Linked DNA regions of Hordeum vulgare: regions 2 and 3 are each linked to region 1. Evidence: chromatin contacts called from public Hi-C data. All regions are on one chromosome and are shown on one strand. Each heading gives the region's core, a stretch centred on a gene start, on an enhancer-like site or on the middle of the called end of the contact. The rest is flanking DNA. Distances are from core to core; before and after follow the strand shown. Region 1 holds the start of LOC123410627 (heavy metal-associated isoprenylated plant protein 27-like). Region 2 has its middle 190 kb from the start of LOC123410627. Region 3 holds the start of LOC123410652 (serine/arginine repetitive matrix protein 2).

The links. Hi-C and Micro-C count contacts between places; a contact is called where the count stands out from the background.
Region 2: a contact with region 1 is called in a Hi-C map of leaf, with 5 times the contacts expected there. The contact joins the enhancer-like site here to the promoter of LOC123410627 in region 1. A contact is called at or near these places in 2 of 6 Hi-C or Micro-C datasets (leaf and seedling).
Region 3: a Hi-C map of seedling shows a contact between it and region 1, with 3 times the contacts expected there. The contact joins the promoter of LOC123410652 here to the promoter of LOC123410627 in region 1. A contact is called at or near these places in 2 of 6 Hi-C or Micro-C datasets (leaf and seedling).

The regions. Positions count from the first base shown.
Region 1 is chr7H:532,945,894-532,950,768 of MorexV3_pseudomolecules_assembly, forward strand. LOC123410627 (heavy metal-associated isoprenylated plant protein 27-like) reads right to left here and starts at 3,021. Exons shown (of 1, transcript XM_045103568.1): 1 at 1,486-3,021. The coding sequence starts at 2,745. The coding sequence ends at 2,266.
Region 2 is chr7H:533,134,331-533,139,205 of MorexV3_pseudomolecules_assembly, forward strand. No RefSeq gene overlaps it. Among protein-coding and RNA genes, the nearest start is that of LOC123410627, 190 kb to the left of the region's middle. Within about 2 kb of position 2,376, at least 1 of the 3 cell types and tissues checked has open chromatin away from gene starts, as enhancers often do. A contact at or near this core is called in leaf, where this site is marked.
Region 3 is chr7H:532,772,060-532,776,934 of MorexV3_pseudomolecules_assembly, forward strand. LOC123410652 (serine/arginine repetitive matrix protein 2) reads left to right here and starts at 2,762. Exons shown (of 8, transcript XM_045103593.1): 1 at 2,762-3,509; 2 at 4,485-4,646. The coding sequence starts at 2,913.

The DNA of each region.
Region 1 (4,875 bases), core at 1,771-4,270:
AATATGTGGCGCAAGCAACAAGAAATCACCAATTAGATCAAATGAATAGGCATACTACTACCTTGTTAAATTACTAGTCGAACTCATAGAGGGAAACAACAATAAATTCCAAATTTTGCTGCCCCAGTTGACTCAACATTGCCGCACATGGGGATCAAGTAGTTTAAGGTTGCAACTGAGCTGGGCACTTACAAAATTCTGTAGCAAAATTCATAAGGCCTCGTTTGATTAAGGGGGGATTGGGGAGGTTTTGAGAGGGAAGGATTTCAGGGGATTGGGTGAATCCCTTTGTTTCACCCAATCCTCTCAAATCCCCGGGGCTTTGCTTCCACTAGTACACCGAGGAGGGTTTGAAAGACATGGATATGAAGGGATTGAAGGGGAACGGAGGGGATTGGGCTAAGCAAACCCCTCCTACCAAATGGGCGCCCGAGGATCTGTGTGGTTTTTGGCCCTCCCGTGGATTTTCCTCTCAAAACCTCCCCAATCCCCCTTAACCAAACGAGGCCTAAGGGGTGGGGTGGCCGCTGACGACGGGATGGCCAGCTGGCCGTTCGACATCAATGACAACCGCCCCATGATGAATAGCCGAAGACGGTGATCTTAGGTGCACCCTTCTCCTCCCTCCTCTTTGCCAGGTTGTTCAACAGCGTGCGGATCAGAGGCAAGTTCCTCCTCGGCGTCGAGGCTATTCGTTGTTAGGTGCATCCTTAATTGACCTCAACGTTTGGAAAAAACATGTGTTGAGAATTAGGAGTGGGGTGGGGTTGCCTAATGGGTTGAATAAAATATCAATGCCAGTTTCCGACTTATCTGATACAAATACATAAGTAAGCATGACCATGTTAAATTTGAAATACAAACATCCCACATCCCATACAAAGTCGAGGTGTCAATATAACTTTTTCATTGTCTCAAAGGATACGACTAGGGAGTGACCTCTCCACACCCCCCCCCCCCCCTATGCAATCTAACTCCCACACCTCGTGTTCCTTCTTTGCCCCTTCCCGAGTATGTCGCCGGTTGTCATGAGGTCACCACTCCTCTCCCTCCATCTCTAACTCTGTTTATCCTTCCCGTCCCGCTCATCCGTCCCACACTCCTCATGCAACTCATCTCATCTCATCGGATGGAGGCTGGTGTTCGGTCCCTAAACCAGAGACTACATTTTTGAAAAATATACTTTTTAATAACTAATAAATACTCCATGCAAGTAAAATACTGTATCTGAGGAAAACACTAGTACTAACAAGAATTATTTATCCCATTGGTAATGCTTATATGTTATTTGAAACAACCAAGGTCATTAATGGTGGGTTTGCTTTGAGCTCAAGCCAACCCTACCAATTCGATTTAAGGTTTTGGTTTCCCATGTTTTGGCCAGTGTTGCAAGAAAAATTGAAGTAAAGTTGGTTAGAATACATGAGCTTGCCAAAATATTGGTAACCATCCAAGCAAAGGCCAAGATTTTGGCCATGACGAAAATAAAAATAGTATTGATTGTTTTGGTTATCATTCAAGCATACACCAAGCCAATAATTGGTTACAGATTGTTCCTTAAAAATACGCACTAAATTGGTTGTGCAGAATTGTTACATACTCCTAGATCGCTACATATGGTTCTTGTAAAGAAAGGAAATTACAATGTGTCTGCTCTATTCTGGAAGAAACTAAATCATTTATTCAATCACAAAGATCCGACCTTGCCTGGCAAGATGAGTTCTCATTTCCAGGCATTGGGCGTGATCTTTGGTGGCCTCCAGGGCTTTCTTAGAGCCTGGAGGTTAAAAATAGGTGGCACACATGGACACAGCAGCAACTGCACCTGACACTGGAGAAATGCCGCCGGACAGTACACCGAGTCATCAGGACGTCGATCGAGGATCATTCCCGGCGGCGAAAGGGCCCGGCGAAGTACAAGATCATTCCAGATCGATCAACCTTGCAGCCGAGCAGAATGGGAAGAAGACCAACGGCCAGAGCTAGCCAGGTCTGCCTCCTAGAGTTTATTGCTACGTACCTCATCAGTGGTCGAAGAGCTTGACCGGCCCCAACACCGCGACGGCGGGGCAGGCTGAAGAATCTGCGACGGGAACGACGACAGGACGGCCAGCTTGCCCAGCCTGCCGCGTGAACCAACCCGGAGAAGCCATGCAGCTCCACCGAGGAAAAAGTGTAACCCAGATATTACTACATAGCAGTTACTACAGTAGGAGTTGCCAAACGTACGGAATGGGAAGAGTTCGATCCTAGTGAGGATCGGAGCTACATGATGGCGCACGCCGCGTTGGGGTTGTCGTCGGAGAAGGCCCCGGTGTACCTAGTCTCGGTGGACGTGGCGCGCGCGAGCGGCGCGGCGTCGGGGTTGGCCATGACGTCGCGCACGTAGCCGGCGGGCGCCCTCTTGTCGTAGGCGCCGGGCGCGTAGGGGTGCGCGACGACGTCGTAGGGCACGTAGGGCCACGGCTCGACGCGCTTGCCGGTCTTGCGCTCGACGCGGCGCATCACCTTGGCGGCGTCGACGTAGCCGGTGACGGTCACCCTGTTCTCCCTGGGGACGACGTCGATGCCGGTGACGCCGTCCATCCCCTCCAGCGTCTTGCGGATCTTGCTCTCGCAGCCCTCGCAGTCGATCCGGACCTTCATCTCCACCGTCTCCAGCTGCCGCCCCTTCTGCAGGTGGCCGCGGGTCAGGGGAGCCGGCCACGCTCGGCACAGCCCCGACAGGGCTTCTAGGAAGCCCATCGACCGACCGACCGACCACTCGACCAAGCTCTGGCAATGGAGGAGCCGCGCGAGCGGAGAAGGAAGAGGGTGTACAGTGTTGTGGTGCTCCTGGGGTCCTCCATGGATGGATGGAGCGAGGGTTTATATACGGCCGAACGTGCGACCAAGACTGGATCGATGGAAGCGCGACCAGGAGCCACCTGTTCCCTAGGAGCAAGACGTGAGAGGCGATCGAGGTGCTTGGCCCGGGGTTGGGCTCAGGGGGTCACACGTACGTCGACAAGCCTGTCTCGCTGTCGCGTGACGGAGCCGCGCCCACGCTCACGTCGTCGTCGTCCCATATATTACTTCGGGACCAGAGTGGCCAGCAGCCCGGCGGAAGGCTCACAGGCTGCAGCTTTCTTCGGATCTCTGCGCCCGCCCGTTGCGTAGTGCCGACTAGCTGTCGCCGTCGCCGTCGCGAGTCCACAAAGGAGAAGAAGGACCACACGTCGGCAAACAATATTCTTCTTCTTTTCCCTTTTATGGCAATAAATATCTCCTCTTTCACGGGAGGTTTCTGGCCTACGGTTTGGCTTCCCGCCGTAAGCGCTTGACGAGTAGAATCACACGCTTAGCGCGTGGAATGACACGCTTAGCTAGCGTGTATAATGGAGACACCGTACATATTTCTCTCTTTAAGTCCCAGTCGAGTTGGAAAAGTGCACTGTTCCTTTTCTCCCTTTTGAGGGAAGAAAAACTCACTTTTCAGTGAGCTGAAGTCTACCTTAAATAACAGAAAGTAAATATGAATAAAGAGGTTGCTGGGCGTAGAACTTTGATTTTCCAATGTACAATTGATTTATTGATGGATGTGTCTAAAACCAAGAACCTAATTCATTGTGCGAAAGTGTGTGGACAAATGCCTTAGAGCAAGTACAACAGTATAGTCAGTTGCTGGCTATAAGCCATTGTCATGTCATCTATAGCCTATCTTATAGCCAACATGTACAATAGTTCATTGTAAAAGTATACTATTTTTTTATTATATGGTCCATCTTTCATATTCAGAAAGGCCTAGGAACACGTGCTAGAGCTGACACTTAGTTAAGAGCCCGCTTACCTTCTCTCCCCTCTTCTCTTTCCTCTAACTAAATAAAAATATATTAGTTTATTTCTTATAGTCAGCTAATCCAGCTTTATTGTATTTGTTCTTACAACTCGACATGTTATGCACCGCGCGATCGACGCCACAACGTTGTGCGCGCTCACGAGATGTGAGCTGATGCCAGACGGCCAGAGGCGTCAAGTGTATCGTGATGAGCTCTCTCCGTGTCATAGTCATATTCAACCACGAATACTGAGAAGTTTTCCTTCACATTGTACTTATACGTTTTTGGGTCTCTAGACGACACCTTGAGACCACATCAGTATGATGTTTCGCTAACCATACTTCTACACGCGGACGCATTCCAACATATCACACGTCGCATTTCTGAAATAGACTAGTCAGTATCCTTCTACATCACGTCAACATGGACGGACCAAAATACAGCTCAGTGGGGACCAGGCTCCCACATAAATTTGTAAATTTCTAGAGAATTAGCTCATATCCTCATAGAAAACTATTTAGGGCTCCTTTGCTTCAAAGGAGCTTCAGAGGATTTTTAGAGGGTTAGAATCCTTATGATTTTTTTCTATATTGGTAGTTTGATTCACATGATTATATTTTATAGAAAAAAATCTGGATCCACCCTTGATCACGAATATCATGTCTATCCGTATTTTCTTTGATTCCCTTCTATCACCGGCGGCGAGAGATTAGCTTGTCAACCCTCAAAAATGAATGATTTTGATTTTGGATTCAATCTTTATGATTATCGCGACTTGTTTGCCTTTGATCCTACCTTGTGTAAGTTAGTGGCATCCAAGTATGCAAGTAAAAATTCATAGATTTTTAAGCAATATTGTAAATGTAATTTCATAGAATTTTATAATAAGTCTAGCACCGCACTCAATCATTGTGGTGCCGCAAACTACTAATTACACTTTAAGCCGCAACTTTACATGGTACACCTTGATTATCATTTTTTCTCACGGTTCTAGCTAAGATGCTGAATACCTCAAAATCATGTGGCAGTACAACAAACATGTCCGTGAATTCTAACT
Region 2 (4,875 bases), core at 1,126-3,625, 190 kb after region 1:
TTTCAAGATTCAAAAAATGTCCGTGCTTTAAAAATTGTTTGCGCTCGCAAGTTTGTTTAGGATTTTTCATTTTTTTTTCAAAATTGTTCTTGGTTTCAAAATTTGTTCTCAAGATTCAAAAAATCTTCGTGCTTTTAAAATTTGTTCGCGCTTTCATATTTATTCGGGTTTTTCAAAATTGTTCTCCATTTCAAAAGTTTCTTCTCAAGATTCAAAAAACGTTCATGCTTCCAAATTTGTTCACGATTGTTCAAAATTGTTCTTTGTTTCAAAATTTGTTCTCAAGTTTCAAAAAATGTTGGTGCTTTAAAATTTTGTTCACGCTTTCAATTTTTTTCTCTGCTTTAAAAATGTTCAAAATTATTCGTGCTTCCAAATTTTTTCCAGCTTTTTAGAAATTGTTCTTCATTTCAAAATTTTGTTGTCAAGATTCAAAAAATACTTGTGTTTTAAAAAACTGTTCTCGTTTCCAAATTTGTTCAGGATTTTGCAAAATTGTTCTCGGTTTCAAAATTTGTTCTCAAGATTAAAACCTGTTCGAGCTTTAGAAATTTGTTGTCGCCTTCAAATTTGTTGTCATTTTAAAAAAATGTTCAAAATTGTCCGCGCTTACAAATCTGTGCAACATTTTTCAAAATTGTTCCCCGTTTCATTTTCTTTTCTCAAGATTCAGAAAATGTCCGTATTTAAAAATTGTTCGCGCTTACAAATTTGTTCAGTATTTTAAAAAAAAATCGATTTCAAAATTTGTTCTCAAGATTTAAAAATGATTGCGCTTTAAAAAATTATTCGCGCCTTCAAATCTATTCAGGGATTTTCAAAATTCTGTTCTCAAGATTCAAAAAATGTTCGTGATTTAAAAAATTGATCGCGCTTCCAAATTCATTCAGGATTTTTTATAATTGTTCTCAAGATTCAAAAAATATCCATACTTTTAAAAATTGTTCGCGCTTTTAAATTTGTTCGGTGTTTATCAAAATTGTTCTCAGTTTAAAATTTCTGTTCTCAAGATTGGAAAAAATGTTTGTGCTTTAAATATTTTTCGTGCTTCCGAATTTTTTCACAATTTTCCAAAATTATTCTGGGTTTTAAAATTTATTCTCAAGATTCAAAAAATATTCGTGCTTTAAACATTTGTTTGAGTTTTCCTATTTGTTCTCCATTTTGAAAATATTTATGTTTTAAAAAATGATGGAAAATTCAACATTTGTTAATTTTCATAAAAAATGCAAAAAAGGGAAAAAAGGAAAAAAAAGGAACAAAAAATAAAAAAAGAAAGAAAATAAGCAGAAAAGGGAAAAAAGAAACAGAAAAAAAAGTTAAAAAAAGAACTGGGCTTGCCCAGTCAGGGGGCCTCTACCAGAGATCGGTACATCATCGGCGGCGTCATGTGAGGCGGTCCACGGCGACGGCTTTGGTACGACCGAACTTGCCCCTCAGTTAATAATCCTAGTATGTGTCACGATCATCGAACTATTCCCATTCTTATCTGATCAATCCGATCACCAGTGCCTTCCTCAGTCCTCACTCCTGACTTCGATTTTCCTCTTTGAGGATCTCACTTCGAATTCTCGACCTCTCCACGTCTATTTACAGATGAATTCACCGGCATTTAAACCCCCGAAACAATCTTTCGCAGAAATTCCACACCCCACTCTGAATTAATGTCCCTGCATCAGAAAAGATTCAGAACTTGGCGAGCAGTTACCTGACCGTCCCAAATGAAACGGCAGCCTGCATGATCCTGCGCACAGAGCACCTGCCTTGCAGGCCGTTCTGTCTCCTTGCGCGCGACCCTATTCTCAACACGGCATGCTGTACTCCAAGCCTGGGCCGCGAGGGACGAGCGAGAGAAAGGGAAATAATTCAGGTCCGGCGTGCGGCACCTTTACTGTCTTTGTTCTTGCACCGGTTTGGTTTCGACCGGCCGCAGTCAAAAGCGATCTTGGACCAATGCACATGAGGCATCCAGCTCCAGGCAGAATTGAACTAGGTTGTTCCACCTTCCATGGTAGTTGCACCTTGCACGCGGCCATTTACTCCACACCCCGTAGGCGGCAAGTTCATGCTTTCTCACCCCTTGCATAGTGCTTTGGGCATCAGGCGACTGTGGTTGCTCGTAGCTTCAGTTTCAGGCATCTGTGATTTTACCACTTTGTTAGTTCAGGGTCTGCGTAGTCAAAGAGGACCATATGAACTTATTAGGGTCAAAGCAAGCTCGCTTTGAATGCATCTCGCCCGCCCTTCCCTTCGGGCAACTGTTTTTTTTTTAGAACTTTGGGCAAAAGTTTCTGGCATCCCACCCGCTGTCCCTTTCAGAAAACGATTGTGGCTGGGACATGAGCCTCAGGATCAGCTGTGACATGTCCACATGAAAAACCCTTTGCTATTGGGCTTATTAGGGATCTAAATGTCGAAAGTTTGGACCAAGCAAATACTGCAGAAGGCCTGTGACACCGTTTGCTTGAAAAGGTGCCTGTCTTAAGTACTGCCTGTGACTGTCTATTTGATTGTAAAGTAGCCGTATCTATGTCGTAAAGTTGGCTAGTGGGTTAGTGGATGGGTTAGACGAATATTAATGCACACTCTTACGGTCTTAACCCTGCAAAGATATATTCCGGTGACATGATCTTATTTTCTGTAGTAACTAGATATTTTCTAACAGGGCTAGGAAAATTATGATTTATACGATCGACTAGAATTGTTTTGCCTTCTTCCAAACTTTCTGAAAATGCACTATCGGGTCTGTACTTCGATTCAGTCAGGGAAATTATATCCAAAAGGAAGTGCTCGAGCTTAGCTATCAGGGAAATTTTAGGACGAAAGGGACTTCCCTCTACTGATTATTTTGCTTGTTGATATCCATATATATATGTTAGTTCAAACCACATTTTCACGAGATATCTTGCACTAGCAATGCAACTAGCACTTCTGCATCCTTATCCATATATATATGTTAGTTCAAACCACTTTTCATGACCTTTTTTTAATATATTAATCTTTAATGTTTCTTAATAGAAAGTGTTAACCCAATTATATCCTACATTGTAGACTTCTACTGACCAAGTGGATACCTCCTTTACATTGATCGTGAATTCGTGATAATGATTATGAAAGCTTGCAAACTCGAAGTATCTCCGTGCAGATATTTTTGTGCAATACCTCATAATCTCCTCCTGGCATCTGTATCCTCCATGAGAAACTTATCCTGAGCATAATATGTGTGCTATTATACTATATGTAGTCCGGATTGTTTCGAGTTTCCTCAGCCATGAAGTGACCCAGACCGGATCATTCTATTCCACTTGACTTAACAATTTGAATGTAGGGATCATTATAATACACTACGTGGTGCTTCCCATTTATTTAGCAAAAAGAACCACACTTTAGGTGCAGAGTTCGGTATCTATTAGTTGACCAAAACCTGTCTTTGATACCATCCATGTCTTTTTGGTTGCGATTTTATGATTATACAAGGCACCCTAATCGCAAGATGCCTTCTAATAATATCCATAGATGGTGAGCACCACATCCTTCCAGGATGTTGTTAGTGCTAATGGTCTCCATCTTTTCCTCTTCTCCCACTAAGCACACAAAGGTTGATATATAATTGTCACCATCAGCTTGATCCAGAGCATCTTGAGACTGATCTTGCTTTGTTGGACTCTACCTTGGTCCATTGAGTTAATAATAATAGTCATCAAAAGTCCAAAACCCTTTCTGCAAAATCTTATTCCCACAAGAGAGCATCAGCAACGGGTAAAGTAAGATTTAAAGTACAGGAGTGATCGGTTTCTCTACTATGACCGAGGACCGAGAAGATTAACTAATTGTTAAAAGTAGACGGGGATAAGGGAATCTCTGTAAGTTGCCAATTATAAAATAAACCACTTCGTTGATGAGCTCGCATTGTCCGCCTTAGGCCATTCATAGAATCATAGCACATAAAGAGTAATATGTTACGTGAGCAATTGATTAGTGGTAGGAGGATGGACAAGTGAAAGATAAACTAAAGCCTATAGTCAAGGGAGTTCAATGTATGTAGATCCTGCACATTGCCTGTGGCGTGCTGGAGGGGAGGATATATGTTCTACCGCTGGACATTTTCCAATGCTTTTTTGCTCTTTTGCTGGGACCATGCTCATGAGCAATTTTTTAGGATGTGGCTGTAGATGCTCTCACATTGTATTATCTTGGACAGGGATCCAGTGACTCGCCCGTGGCTAGTCATGTCATAACTGACAAGAAGCCAGCCGTTAGATGAAGGATGGACATACCAGATCAAATCCTGTAGTGAAAGTATTGTAGGTGGCACTGTGTGCGGATCACTGTATCGAAATACTGTGGACGGCCGAACACTGTATCTCAGACACTGTCCACGCAGATCTGTCCATAAATTTTTGATCGGACCGTGTGAAGAAGGGGGCAAGTCACCGTACTGTTCACATGTCCATTTTATCCAAAATTTCTGCTTATTCCCGTCGACTTTCAGATGATGGGTGCCTTTTACTGTGTAGCCAGATAAATGTGATTGTTCTAGGGGGGCCAAGGCGACAATTTGATACAATATTATTGTGTCTCGTCGGTGCTAAACTATCAGATTTGAAATGCACCACCTCCTAACTTTGTGTTTATGCATAATATTACCTTAGTTCTTCTGAAGATTGTTGGACCATTCCCTTGCTGGAGCCATATCTTTATTCATCCGCTCGTTTTCGGGTGTACAATGTTATCAAAATGCATGCCATGTATTGCATGCTTGGTTTTGTTAAAAATATGCAACTTGTATTTCCTAAGGATCAATGGCCAATATATATACATGCATATGTGGTAAGTATGCAGGAAATCTCACTAGTAGAAAACAGGGATTTAGTC
Region 3 (4,875 bases), core at 1,512-4,011, 170 kb before region 1:
TTTTAAAATTTTAAAAAACATTTAATACGATGATTTAATCATGAGGTAGAAGATTCTTGCAAGTGCATGAACCGCCACATGGGAGAGCTGTTATCCGGTGCTTCTTCTTGGATTTTTCCCTTTTCTGATATTGTGTGTGTTGTGTATAACAGGTCGTTATGTTTGTTCCAAGCACAAACAGTGCACAAAATTATAAATGAAACTGTTAATCATAGAAAATCAATTAATTATAATAATAAAAATATAAAGACCGACTTTTATTAAATTTATAGCCCGTTGCAACGCACGGGCATTTGTACTAGTATAACCTACATGTTAAGATGCTGAAGACTATGATTGGCCAAGTTGTGAATACTATTACCTCAGTATTACAACATATATCTATTAATAAAGTAAATAAGTATTTTTAGTCTGTCATGCTGTTTTATAAAAAAACCTCTAATGTTTTGACATTAAACCCGAAGTACATATCAAATGTTTTTTAAAATACTAATATCTTCTAAACCATATTTTCAAAATTAACATGCTATATATGAATTTGATTAGAAAAATATGTAAAATATGAATATGATGTTATTTTACTTATTAACAACTTAAAAAGTACTATCTAGGATGCAATCTTAATCAATAATGCATTATTTGTCTCTTTTTTGTACCGGTACTGATTCGTATTGGCAATGAACACCTCAGCAAAATCAGGACTGGGTACGAAATTAAAGATAAATTTTCTAGAAACACCCAATAAATAAGTACATGCATGACAAGAAACAAATGAAGAACCCAATAAAGATGAGATATCCGCTATAAAAAAATAAAAAATAATATGCAAAGGAGATCCGATAAAGATGAGATGTTCCGCTATTCTCCTATATATAAGAAGAATAAAAAGAGGACATGCATGAAAAAAACTAAAAAGGAGACATGCATGACAAAAAATGAAATAAAATACATATTTTATAACATATAAATAGTGATGAAACAGTGACCAATACCTATGAGATGTATGGCAAACAGTGATAAAATAGGGGCACAATTACCTGCGTCCACACGAGGCCATACAAAAATATTCTTTTCTAAACAAAAAAATCTATCTTTATGATTAGAAAATCATGCATATCTTTTTAACAACTCGTCATGCATTTAAGAAATATACACCTGAAAAAACTGTTCAAGAGGTATCCTAAGTTGGTGATGCTTAAACTAAAAACCGGCTTGGATGCATACATGTCTCCGTAGTGTGCTAATATTTAATTGTTTATTTTTGTCGTTTTTCTTTACTAGCCCGTAACGATACTCTATTTCACCCATGGCATGAATAAATGCATGATCACTTACCCATTTCTTTGCATGAATTAAATCTGCATGCAAGATGTATTGAAATAGAATACATGTGTGATCTTGAACTGCGCTTCGTAGGCTAAGACCATCTTTGTTTAAACTATAGCTACAAATTCCCTGATTATAGACTATTTTTTATAAATTAAACGCGTGTGGTATTTTTTCTCTTCCCTTGCAACGCACGAACATTTTTACTAGTACAAGACCATAGAAAAAAATATGATATGGTTTGGTTCTAGGCGGCTAAATTTCGTGTTTTGATCCTTTTTGATAGTTGATCTAGATTTGACCCTAGTTTGTAGAAAAAAATCAAATCTAACCCTTTTCTTACCGCAAGGCGTCATGGCAGTAGGGTACAACAGCCTGGCGCCAAAGTCTTCGATGGTAGGCAACTTGACCACGTCAGGCAACACATCCCTATCGCCACACGGGTGGTAGGGTGTGCAACCCTACCGCCAAGGCGTTCGATGGTAGGTGCGTGCACACCTTGCGTTTGCAACTTAGATTTTTATTTTATGGTAGAACGTATAACCCTATCGTCAGGGACCTTGTCGATAGGCTGTTATATCCTACCGTCATGGATTGTGACGGTAAGAAAATGATGGGATTTCAAATTTTTTATAAATTAGGATAAAGTCTGAATCCACTATAAAAAAAAAATCAAAAACACGAAATTTTGCCCTCCTCGAGTACCAAGAGTCGCGGTTCGTGCGTTCCAAAAGCAAAAAAGATCAGCACGAGGCGCAGGCAGGGGGACAGAAGAGCAGGAGGGCCCGAGGCGCAACTATTATCCCCACTGCACGCTGCAGCCGCCTTCGGAAAGCTGAGCGGCCCACTGATCGACGTAGAGCAAGTCGAGCTACGAGCTGTGCCCCGCAACTTCAAAATTTCCCGCTAGTTTCCCCCCCGGCTCGCCCCCACGAGCAGCCAGTTCATTCTCAGACACGGCACAGCAGTAGCAGCTGAGCTCTGCATCGCAGACGGCGTGCGTGCGTGGCTCCGTCGAACTGCGGTGGTTGGCGCTCGGCGGAGCACACGAGGGCAGGCCACGGGCGACCGACCGACGCCGACGCGTCGGCATGGCAGCAACGTCCAACGACCCACAGCCCGTCCCCCGTGCCAACGTTTCCCCCCCGGCGTAATAAATGCTTGCACGGCTGGACAATCATTTCCTTTCCTGCAGCGGCACAGCGCAGTTACGATTCATTCACGTGCCGACGAAACGGATGATCGTTTGAATCCCCCCTCAAAGCCCGGCCGGGTTTCGGTTTTCGAATTTCGAATTCGAAACCTCCCCCCGACCGCCCGACGCGCACGCCATCGCTCGGGGCCCAACGCCCGATGACAGGCGGGCCCGGGGCGCACGTTGTTGTACGGGCGCGGTGCTACCAAAGTCCAGACTCCAGAGGGGGGGAAAGGGATTTTCGTGTCGATTTCGCTCGGCGCACTCGAGGCCCGTTCGCCTCGCCATTCCCGTTCGTTATCTGGTCCGGTAGTGCTGTGCTGCCTGCTGCGACAAGCACAGGAGCTGTGGGGGTTAGCGGCGGCAGCTCGAAACCCTAGCCGCTGCGGCGATGGCGGCGGCGACGGCGAGGAGGGACGCGTTCGGGGCCGCGGCGCGCGGCCGGACGCCCGACGGCGCGGGCGGCGGGGGCAGCCTCCGCCGGTCGAGGAGCCTGAACCGGTTCCCGCCGCCGTCGCCGTCCCCGGAGGACGCGCCGACGCCCTCCTCGAGGTTCGTGACCAAGGTGCGGGGCGGGGGGCCGTCGGGCGGCTTTCCGGAGATCAGCCTCGACGACCTGGCGGACGAGTTCTTCCGGGCCAGGGTGGAGTCCGAGGACGACGACGAGGAGGTGGTGGTGCAGCGCGGGGACGACGACTCGCGCGGGCGGCTCAGGTTCCCCGCGCCCGCCGAGAAGGGCCGCGGCGCCCGGCGGAGCTCCACCGCGCGGTACGCCAGAGAGACGGCCTCGTCCAGGCAGCGCGAGCGCTCGGTGTCGCGGCCCCCGCCGGAGCGGCGGGCCGGGGCCTCCGCGGCTGAAAATGGGGCCGTCGCCGCCAGGAGGCAGAGGTATGCCTCGGTGGATCGGCGCGCCTCGATTGGCCGGCAACGGTATGCCTCGGTGGACCGCCGTGCCTCCACGGACCGGCAGCGGTGGTGTGAATCGGATGTAAGTTCCAGTAGCATTTCACGTTTGAATCTAGTACTGTATTTCTTAACCCAAAATAGCATCTCTTTTTTAGTTTTTTTTTATCCGAGTCTATTTGATGTTTGAATTTATAACAGTGTTAATTACGTACCCTAGTCTAGTTGATCAGATTGAATAGATGAGATGGAGTAAGTAGACCCCGTATCAGATGCACTAGGAATAAACACTGATGCTTGTCATGATAAGCCAGAAATGAGCAATTGGTTATGTTTTACTGTTTCTTAGTTCATGCTTTACAATTGACATTCACATGCCTTTGCACTTTTTCCTTTGGTATTTCCTGTGTTCTTGTTTAGATCTATTATGGACAATCCAAAATTAATATTAGATTGGAGGAAGTGGGGAATTATATTATACAACAGATATACGTTGCCAATTGTATGCCCATGACAATAGGATGCTTTCCATGGAAATAAGACGGTTTATTATTTGGAATTCAACAGCAGAATGTCCTACACAATGTCAATTTTTCTTGTAACAAAACAAGTGACTGGAATCACTGTGAAGTCATTTTTTTATCCTCTGTTCCTTCGCAAGTAGGTAAACGTAATGCCGTTGATAGCTTGAAATTAAGTATATATTTTTTCAAATTATTGCCAGGAGCTCTGCCTTTTCATTGGTAGAATGAAATTAAGAATGCCCTAATGTTATCTATGAGTTCTGAATAGTGTTCAAAACTAGGCTATCACTCTGCTTTATTATTGCTAATGTGCCTTTTAATTTTAACTCCTAGTGCGCTTTGTTCAATTCTCGTCAAAGTCAGTAATCATCCGATTCCTTGTTTTTGCCTTTTGATCGTGCACTTTGTGTTCCCATTATCACCTTCCGGTTTATTCTGCTTGAACAACATAAAAAACTTAACCTGTATTCCTGCAATTCATTGCATCTAGTATGTTTAATGCTGCTTCTAATTTTCTTTTCCATTTATGGTTGCAGAATGATATGGATTTTTCTCGCCGGTCTGGTTCTAGGGGCACAAATACCAAATCTAGCAATGGCCATAGTCTGCAGAATTCACTTAATAAGTCTAAAGTGAATCAGACTCTGACAAGGTCTACAAGTCAAAATGATTTTGTACATTTACGAGACAGCGGCTCAGTGAGTACCTCTCATCTTGTATTTTCTGTGTTGCTAGAAATTATTGATCACTGATTAGGCCCTTGCTATTTATGGATGTGAAAAATGTATCATCTTTTAAATATTAGTTTCTGTACGAAAAGTTGCAATATAGCTGGTGCACAGTGCAATTAGTTTCTGTTGCAGTGATGCAACATGGTGTGTAATAGTTCTATTTGTGGTGTGCTTTTTTTTAGGGGGAGGAAATTTG